Regions from separate parts of the Capsicum annuum genome. Here region 2 is linked to region 1. Evidence: chromatin contacts called from public Hi-C data. All regions are on one chromosome and are shown on one strand. Each heading gives the region's core, a stretch centred on a gene start, on an enhancer-like site or on the middle of the called end of the contact. The rest is flanking DNA. Distances are from core to core; before and after follow the strand shown. Region 1 holds the start of LOC107870646 (putative 1-phosphatidylinositol-3-phosphate 5-kinase FAB1C). Region 2 overlaps LOC107870673 (a long non-coding RNA gene).

Region 1 (4,684 bases), core at 1,508-4,007:
TGTACAACAGCTTTCATAGGTTCCTTGTGATTGACATGCTCTTTATCCATGGTAGTAAGGCTCGCACTTGAAGAAAATATTGCACCCGACACTCCAATTTCATTGTCCTCATCATCATATGTGAAGAAATTATTTTCTGCCTCATCATCTTCATCCGGTGGAGGAGGAAACCATATGAGATCACTATTTCTAAGATCGAATGGCTTTTGCTGCTTCTCTAACTGGTTGTGATTGGACAAATTTTCAACACTGTCATCAGCAGTCTCTGGATCCTTCGTCCCTTTCTCAAGCCTTCTTAAAACATACGAGGCTTCTTGATCAAAGGGACCATCATTTAGAGACCTTAGGGTCTCATTCCGATCTTGCTGTACAGAATGCCCAACTCTATTGGAAGTAAAACGAATCCTAGAGGGGCTGTCTGATGGACTTGATCCAGCTGACCTTAAACTGTAAAATTCATGTCTAGTACTAACACTACTCGAATCTATATCTGGAGTATCATGAAAATAGCTACTCGACGGACTAAAAAATTGATTTGCTGAATCCCCTCCTTCGTCTTCAGCACTCCTGAAATTATTAGCAAAAGAGACAAATTTCATTCCAACAAGAGTACCAAATTCTTGGTCCCATAAACAGCTTATAAGTACAAATACAATTGAGCTCCCAAATCAACTAAAAGAAATGCGAGTTGATGATCGAAAGCTGAGTATCTTAGAAAGGAACTTAGAAATGACACAACAACAACATACCCAGTGTAATCTCACAAATAGGGTCTGAGGAGGGTTGAGTGTACCCAGACCTTACCCCTACCTTGGGAAGTAGAGAGGTTGTTTCCGATAGACCCTCAGCTCAAGATAACCATCAAATCTGAGTACATCATCTCATATTAGCACCACCATCTGCTACTTCAAGATATAACATCTCTGGGTACTAATCCAAAACAAATCTTGAGAAAACATAATAAGGATATATGTTCGTCCATTCAATATATTAACACATTTGAAATGCACATCACCTAGATAACAAAGTTGATAACCAAAAAAAGAAAGAAAATTCTACAATATGATAACCTTGTTCCAGTACCTGCTTGGTAAGTGACGTAGAGATATCAGAGATGGATGACTTGAAAAGGTTGTAAAACTACTCTTAACTGGTGTATGTGAAGAATAACCATCAAATCTATCACTACTGAAATTTGGTGATGTTGATTCTAAGCTTCCTCCATGAAACTCAGAAGGATAAAATTTTTCTCTATACTTCCCAACACCTTTATTCCAAGTCCTTAACTCAGAACAAAACCTGCAAGACTTTATATCAACAATTGTCCCTTCTGATCCAGATGTAACAACATCCAAAGATCCATAACTGTGCATACAACAATCACTGCAGAAAACACCATTGCAAACTTGGCAATTGTACTTGTTGCAAGAATCAGTAAACTTCATCTTGCATTCCCAACAAGTTTTGCTACTGTCAACATCCATGTTTAATCTGCAATCCAAGGAAGTTGGACCACTCGTTCCCCACGAAATCCAAGATTTAACTTTCGCAATCAAATCAAGAATTGAACTTTTAGATACTCCCATAGACTGGCAACAAACAACCCCACCAAGCATGATAACCAATTCTACCTCAAACTGATTAAAGTTTATGACTTTTTCTCCTAATCTGTCTATATCTAAACACAATGGAAACTATTAAAACCCACAACAAAAATGGTGGATTCTTCTTTTTCCTTTCTGCAATTTACAGTTGGTAATTTTATTTTTTTTTCCCCCAAAAAATCACTAAATACTGGGGAGGGGGAAAACAGATGACAGTAATTTAGTCAAACCAAGTCTTTTGGTACGTACACCAATGGCATGGACTAGGAAGTATAAAATCTTGAACAAATAAGGAGTAAAATTAAAGTGCTTTTGACCAAACTAAAGACACAAAGCTCAACCAATCCCAGAATCTTCAACAATAGTTCCCAATATCCAATTTTTCATTGGAAAAAAAACACAAAATTCAAAACTTGGTACCCGAATAAAACAGTTAAACTTACCAAAAACTCGAAGAAGAAAAAAAGCCCACTTCAAAAAAAACACAAAATCAAGAACTAGATACTCAAATAAAACAGTTAAAACTTACCAAAAAACAAAGAACGCCTTCAAGCAACACAAAATCAAGAACTTGGCACTCAAATAAAAACAGTTAACACTAACTAAAAACTCCAAGAAAAAAATAACCCCACTTCAAGAAACACAAAATCAAGAACTTGGCACTCACACAAAACAGTTAAAACTAACCAAAAAAAAAAAAAACACTTCAAGAAAAGTGTCAAACAAAAGAATCCAGATCAAGCAAACACACACACAAAAAAAAAAAAGTTGATTGTTAAATGATTTAAAGAACAAAGAGAACAAAAATGAAAAGGAGAAAAAGGAAGAGTATAGTGGCTCTAATCTCCATAAACATTATAAGCATAATCTGCTTCTTCAACAACAACAATATTTTATCTCTCTTTCCCATTTTATCTGGCATGGCTTTTGCTTTCAATTTCATTTTTCACTTCTAAAACTAACATTAAAATAATTCAATTAAATACACTTTGTAGTATTTTGTATAACATGCAACTCAACCAAATAGATATCCACAATACAATACTGCTAGTGGTATATATATATATTTCTCTCACTTTGCTTTCTATCACTATCCACTTTTTCTTTCTTAAGGTTTTGTGTAAGAAAATGACACCCTTTTTGAACTTGTGTGAAAAAAAATTCTTGGTTATTTAACTGGTTTTTTTTGGTCTGGTTTTTGGTTTGGTTGGTATTATTTAAATGTTTTCTTTTTTCTTTGTTAATACATTAAATTCTTTCAAACCGTTTACTGTTCTATATTCTTTTCTCACTCATTGGCTAGGATTGGAATTTAGAGCTCCTTTGCATTTGTTATTACAAAACGGCTTATTTGAGAGGTTTTTATAAAATGATTTTTTAAAAAAGTACTTTTAGAAAAAAAAAAATTGTATTTGGTAATTTCATTTGAAAAGTACTTTTAATAATCAAATTGTATTTGAATAATCTTTTTCAAGAAGTATTTTTTTGAGACAAATGACCAAAAAGAACATCTATCAATTGACTTTTATTACTAAAATTAATTTATAGAGAAAAATTACTTTAAATATCTATTATAATATTTTAATTAAATTTTTTAATTTAATTAAATAGTACGTACTCTAAAATTTTCAATCAATATTTATATATATAAATATATTAAAAAATTAAATGGTGATATATTACTTAAATAATTTTAATATTACTTAAAACATCAAACAAAAATAAATACAGAAGTTATTTCATGAATTAAATCACTATATATGAAAAATTAACGACAAAAATAACTAGCCCTTCATACATCACAAAAATTCTCAACGATTTTTTCCCTAATTTTATCACGCAATGTCTCCATACTTGTAGAACATCTGTCTTGTATTTCTGAAGGTATGCCAAAAGGTTGATCTGCTTCTTTGAAATATGAAATATAAATTCTTAAAAATCAAACGTTAATCAAACTTTTAAGATATGTTAGTTAATAAGGTCTCTGTGTGTGTATATATATATTTGTGTGTGATAGGGATATTTTTGTCATAAAAAATTAATTTTTTGCTTCTGCTTATTTTGAGAAGCAGAAGTTTTCTGCTTCTTCCCAGAAGCAAAAAAAATGTTTCTTCTTATTTTTAAAATCACTTTTGCAAGTTTAACAAATACCCTTCTTTTTTAAAAAAAAAGTATTTTTTTCTCAAAATAAGTGCTTATTTGATTATTATTAAGCTATAGTGTTAAATTTTTGTTCCCATTGATCTTATTGGGTGTGTCGTGTGCAAATTAAATGTCACAATTGAAGACTAGGCTCTAAACGTTGCAGACATTCGACACCACTGAAGTTTTGAAAAGACCTCTTAACATTCATCATGAGCATCATAATATAATTTGCAAAATAAAACGAAAGAAGAATATAAGAATCTGGATGCAAATCACTAATCATCTTAACAATCTCAAAGAAAACACAATATGAGATACTGAAATTTCTATTCAACATCGACCTTTGTCTAAGAAACCTTTAAACATAATAAATTGTCCAAACTGGACAAGGTCCTGACAACGCCATGAAGAAAAATACCGAAACTCTGAATACAAGCAATCTTCCGAAGAATGGAGGACTCACCAACTTTAAAGTTGTCCTAATGATCCTAACATTGTACAGAACCATGGGAATATGTCTCCGAACCTATATTATAAAATAAGGTAACGCCCGAAGACGATCAATACGTGGAATGTATTGATATGCAAAACTGAAAAATAATAAAATAGCTCTATACAAAATAATCATGAGAATAGAAGTCAAGTTATAAAGGATGTAAATAGAGACTTTGAGTGAAGCTGAAAGATAAACACAGTTTCTTTCAATAGTTCTAAGATAAATGGTATCACCAGCATCTCTTTACACTATGGGCTATGTGTGTCCGACCATTACTCGATCAATAAAGCCTTCAATCCATATTTGACACATAAACTGAGGCATATATCATATCATATACCGCATACTACTGAGCGAATCAAGCATATAGTGGCTATCCATATTTCACGATAAATTCATTCCTGTGTTAGCAAAACATGACTTTGGATAATGAGTCTTT
Region 2 (4,684 bases), core at 990-3,489, 400 kb after region 1:
TTTCTTTTTCCCATAACTCTTGCACCTGCATTCTCTATACTTTCCATAACATGCTCCTTTTATAACCTCCTAGGAGATGAAATAAGGACAATAACTCCTTCAATTCAGGCTTTAAGGCGTTTATGATAGAATTATTCGTCTTATATGAATAAGGCACAAAGAATTTCATGTAGTCCTCATTCATCTCACGAATTGTAGGAACAATGTATGGATGCAAAATCTATAAATATCTAAAATATTAGCGTGCAATTTAAACATTTGAAAAAAATAATTAATCACTAGTCAAATTTCATACCTCTTAAGCTCCCAACTTGTTGAAAGGATCACCTTTGATAAATCGATTGATTTTGATAATGTGTCATCTTAGGATCCTTGGGATAGATCGAGAAGCTTTCTGATTTGCCTCTATTTCCTCTAATTGAAGGAAAAGCTTCATATATTCAGACCTGCAATCACACAAATAAATTAAAAGAGGAGCAAATAAATAGAATAAAATCTTATATTCTACTAAGCTATTGATTTATACTAATTACCATAAACGTCCAAGGAAAGTCATACAGCGCATAGAATATATTCCTCTTCTCTTTAGATGTAGTGTGCTGCTTGAGCATATCGATCCTGTTCTTGAGGCAATTTAAAGTCAGTTCAAAGATTATCTTCCTTCATTGATACTTCTCGAAGAAATTCAATGAATCTGCTATTTTAACAAAATTTGTGTCTATCTTGGACCCGTCCCTAGCAAGCAAAATGGTATGACATTTCAAACTTGTCTTCCTCATTCAACCTAATCTATCTAACAAGCGACATCAACCTATCTCTCGTTACCTTCTTTTCATGACTAATATTTCTGCAAAAGGCTTCACTTTTTGCGTAGATTCTTTTCAATTTTTCTTTAGGGAACTGGGATCAACAACTTAAATCTGTTATCAATGTAAACTCTTTCAAGCCAAAACACACTAGCTTGTCATTAACTAAAAATCACATGTCATGCTTCTTTACTTCTGTAACACAATGGAGTAGAAAGTAATGTACCATCTAACCACTAAATTTATTGAAATTTTCTTACCAAAACAGAATTTCTTAAACCTTTTCTTTAAAATTTTATCAAATAAACTTCTCTTTAACTCCATAAGTAACGACAAACTAGACCTTACTGAAATTTTTGCAAGAAAACTTTCTATTTTACAATGTTAAGCAGTTAGGTCATATTTATCAACATCAATTTGCTTTTCACGATAAGGCAAGAATAGGGGATCATCATCTATATTTTTTGAAAATGTCAAGTCTGCATCATACTATCCAGAACCATTTTAATCTCCTTTAACAACATACTCGTTGTTTTATTCCTTTTCAGATTTATCAAAGGAAAGACAAATTATTTGTAAGAAATTGATTTTCAACTTCTCAAATTATTTCAAAACTTAGAAAAATGTCAAAATAATTTAAGAAAAATTACAGAGTCGCCACTTAATTTTTATAGAAAAAATCAAGAAAACTTAAATGAATTCTAATGGTTCAAAAATAGAAATAAACCTTTTAAAATTAGATAAAATTGGCAATGATTCAATTAACGTCCTAAGAAAGGTTTTAAGGCACTTAAGAACGTCCGTCTTAAAAAGATTAACCAAAATATTTCGACTAACTCAAAAGGCTAACTTTGTAACAATGTCAATTTTCATATAAAATATCAAACTTGAATCAAGCGATTTTAAAAATCATTTTATTTCGTCAAGTTTTTAAGATCAAGAGAATTTGAAACAAAATTTTATTTTTAAGAATATAATTTCAATGAAAATAATAATTTATTTCATTTTAAGGGAGATTATTGCTTTTAAGGAAAATCTAATTTTTTTCATGGTCAATGTTAATTTAAAATCTTAAAATAATAGATTTTAAGAGAAATTATTAAGTAAGAAATATTTAATCGATTATGGGAGAGTCTAAACTTTTCGATTTAATAAAACCTAATTCTTTTCATGCTTGAGAAAATTCTTTTTAACCTAAACACGATTAATTATTATTTCAACAAAATAAAAGTCGAACAACAACAACAATAGCAACAATAAGTTAAATGTATAATTAAAGAGAGAAGAGTGAGAATTGGCCCCTTTTTGGCCCATTAAAAATCTGTCCAATTTTGGACAAATTCCATGGACTTTAGCCCTTTTTTTGCCCCTGTATATCTATATCTGCTGTATATCAGCAGCTTATTCCCTGCATTTTTGTGTATACTGCTGCATATACGATGTATATCAGTGCGGTAAGCTGCATATTTTGACTCTATTTTTCATCATAGACCATGGTACAACGTGCAGCTGCTGCCTCCTAATGTATATCCGCTGTATACAATTGTATGCCAGCTTGTTTGTGCATATATAAATCGATTTGTGAATTCGGTTGAGGCTTTGACTAGTGGAGGTTGGGCTTAACCCAATGAAATGTGATAGATAAGAGTCCGATGGACTCGGGGAGGAGATTCATGCATAATAAAAGAAATGAACGAGTACCGTTTCAATTAATCAACCAATGATATTCAATAAGTTAATTTCTAAAATCAAACTTAAACGGACTATCGGGTAAGTTCAAATTTGGAGTTATCACCTAATCCAATTAATTTGGATATCAAATAAAATTCCAGAATACAATGGAACGAATAAGAATACTTGGCATACCAATTAAATAAGGTAACATTTAGATCCTCTAACCAGCACATATGCGACTTAATACGTACAACTACGAGGTAAAAACTTTAATTAGCAAACTGATATACAGAGGCGGATCTACAGCGGTTCACGGGTGGCATGGCACCCGCAAACTTCGATTGGATAACTGTATGTGTATATATATATATATATTGAATAAAACGGGTATATTATTTAAGTGTCACCCGGTGCAGCAGTTGAGGAAGTAGTGTCAGTGGCAAACACGTTGAAATTTCACGTAGCATACCAGAATTCAAGTCCAGACGTCAGCAGTATTTTGTTACTTTTTGTCCGTTATTCTATTTTCTATAAGTTTTTTCCTCTTGACTTAGTCTTTGTTTAACTCCTTTGTTTGGGTAATCTTTGTTTAAGAGTTTTTAACTTGTGTAGAACATAATTGAAGATTCCTTCTTCCTTCAAATTTATAGTTAACCTCTCCTCGTAAATCATAATAATGATGCTTGACATGATGTTATAATTTCTTAACAATATAATTGGAAATATCCATTGAATGTTTGCAACTATTTTGTACTTTCACGCTGACTGATAAGTTGAATTTAACTCTTGTTTACACAATTTATAGTAATAACAACAGCAACGACAACAAACCCAATATATTCCCACATAGTGGGGTCCGAGGAGCGTAAAATGTATGCAGTCCATACACTACCTCCGGAGAAGTAGAAAAGTTGTTTTCGATAGTATTTATAAGAATAATCACATTTTTATTATTTGACCTATTTGTCTGTACAAATTCAAATCGAAACCCAAAGTCTATAAAATCGACAAAATATTTATCTTATTTTGGACAGCATAAATAGCAAAACATAAAGCAAAAAATTAACTGATTTTCAGCTGAATACGTAAAAATTAGGTTCTTCGATAATGTTTCAATGAAATTTTCCTTCAAAAATCTCTTACTAACAAGCCAAATTCCAGTGGGACGCCCATAAAAATTATCTTTTTTGAGTAGTAGCTTTAACGTTAAAAGTGACATGGCAACCGCAACCTCGAAATCCTAGATCCGAAAATATGTTTTTACTTTCTTGTCATGCTACAAAAGATATCAAATAGTAACATAAAAGCACCCATAAGGCCATGACAGGGATGTATTATGGAGACCAACAGTAAAGAAATATAGTCATGGCAAGCAAAAGGAAAAAAAACTGATGGACCTATTAGAGTTAACGGACATGGATTAGTTGTAACACACATTGAAAGCGAAAAATCATCGGAGCTTCAAAAATGACCGATTATGCTATCACCTTATCAACAATAGATGGCATTAAATGGGTGGAACAGGCAGTGAGTTATGTTATTACTTATTCAAATGATGAAAATTGAAGCAAACAACTTGTAACACCACGGTAAATGCCCAGATTACCATTTTACAATTTTTGATATGAAAAATAAGACAAACAAATTATTCTTAAGGATAAAGAAATTAAGTTCTCAAACATTGTTTGACACCCAAGAGTTTAGGAAGAAATGATGCCATCTAGGTATGTAAAACAGTACTCGATTTCACCATATTTTGGGTATGCAATGGGAATATGCATATCAAATAATACATTGAGAGGGGAAAATTTTGCGGGTGACTTTAGTCTGTGTTTCTCGGACATGCTACTTCTTTTCAACTTATTGATATTTTAAACAAACACACACACGTATTTCCCTATGAAAACAATTTTAGACTAACACACAGTATTTCGCTATGAAAACAATTTCAAACTAACACACACATGTATTTTCTTATGAAAACATTAAGGATAAAGATAGTAACTTGCAGAGAACTCACTATTGAGAATAAGGCCATGAACAATCAAAATTTTCGCAAATCTAAGTAAATTGACTTAGGGAAAAAACTTTTATCATAAGTAACTTTACGAACATGCCACAAAAAATGAGAATCCCTGGTGGCATTTCTCGCCGGCACGACTAAGTGCGCAAACAAACAATTTTTGATTTACCACAGTTAGAAT

What was found. Hi-C and Micro-C count contacts between places; a contact is called where the count stands out from the background.
Region 2: a Hi-C map of placenta shows a contact between it and region 1, with 2.6 times the contacts expected there. The contact joins the enhancer-like site here to the promoter of LOC107870646 in region 1. A contact is called at or near these places in 2 of 5 Hi-C or Micro-C datasets (leaf and placenta).

Annotation. Positions count from the first base shown.
Region 1 is chr5:33,433,710-33,438,393 of UCD10Xv1.1, forward strand. It overlaps LOC107870646 (putative 1-phosphatidylinositol-3-phosphate 5-kinase FAB1C), which reads right to left and starts at 2,758. Exons shown (of 11, transcript XM_016717237.2): 1 at 1,084-2,758; 2 at 1-567. The coding sequence starts at 1,616.
Region 2 is chr5:33,831,747-33,836,430 of UCD10Xv1.1, forward strand. LOC107870673 (a long non-coding RNA gene) reads right to left here. Exons shown (of 5, transcript XR_001674258.2): 2 at 534-618; 3 at 296-446; 4 at 1-69. Among protein-coding and RNA genes, the nearest start is that of LOC107870673, 3.6 kb to the right of the region's middle. Within about 2 kb of position 2,240, at least 1 of the 5 cell types and tissues checked has an H3K27ac peak or open chromatin away from gene starts, as enhancers often do.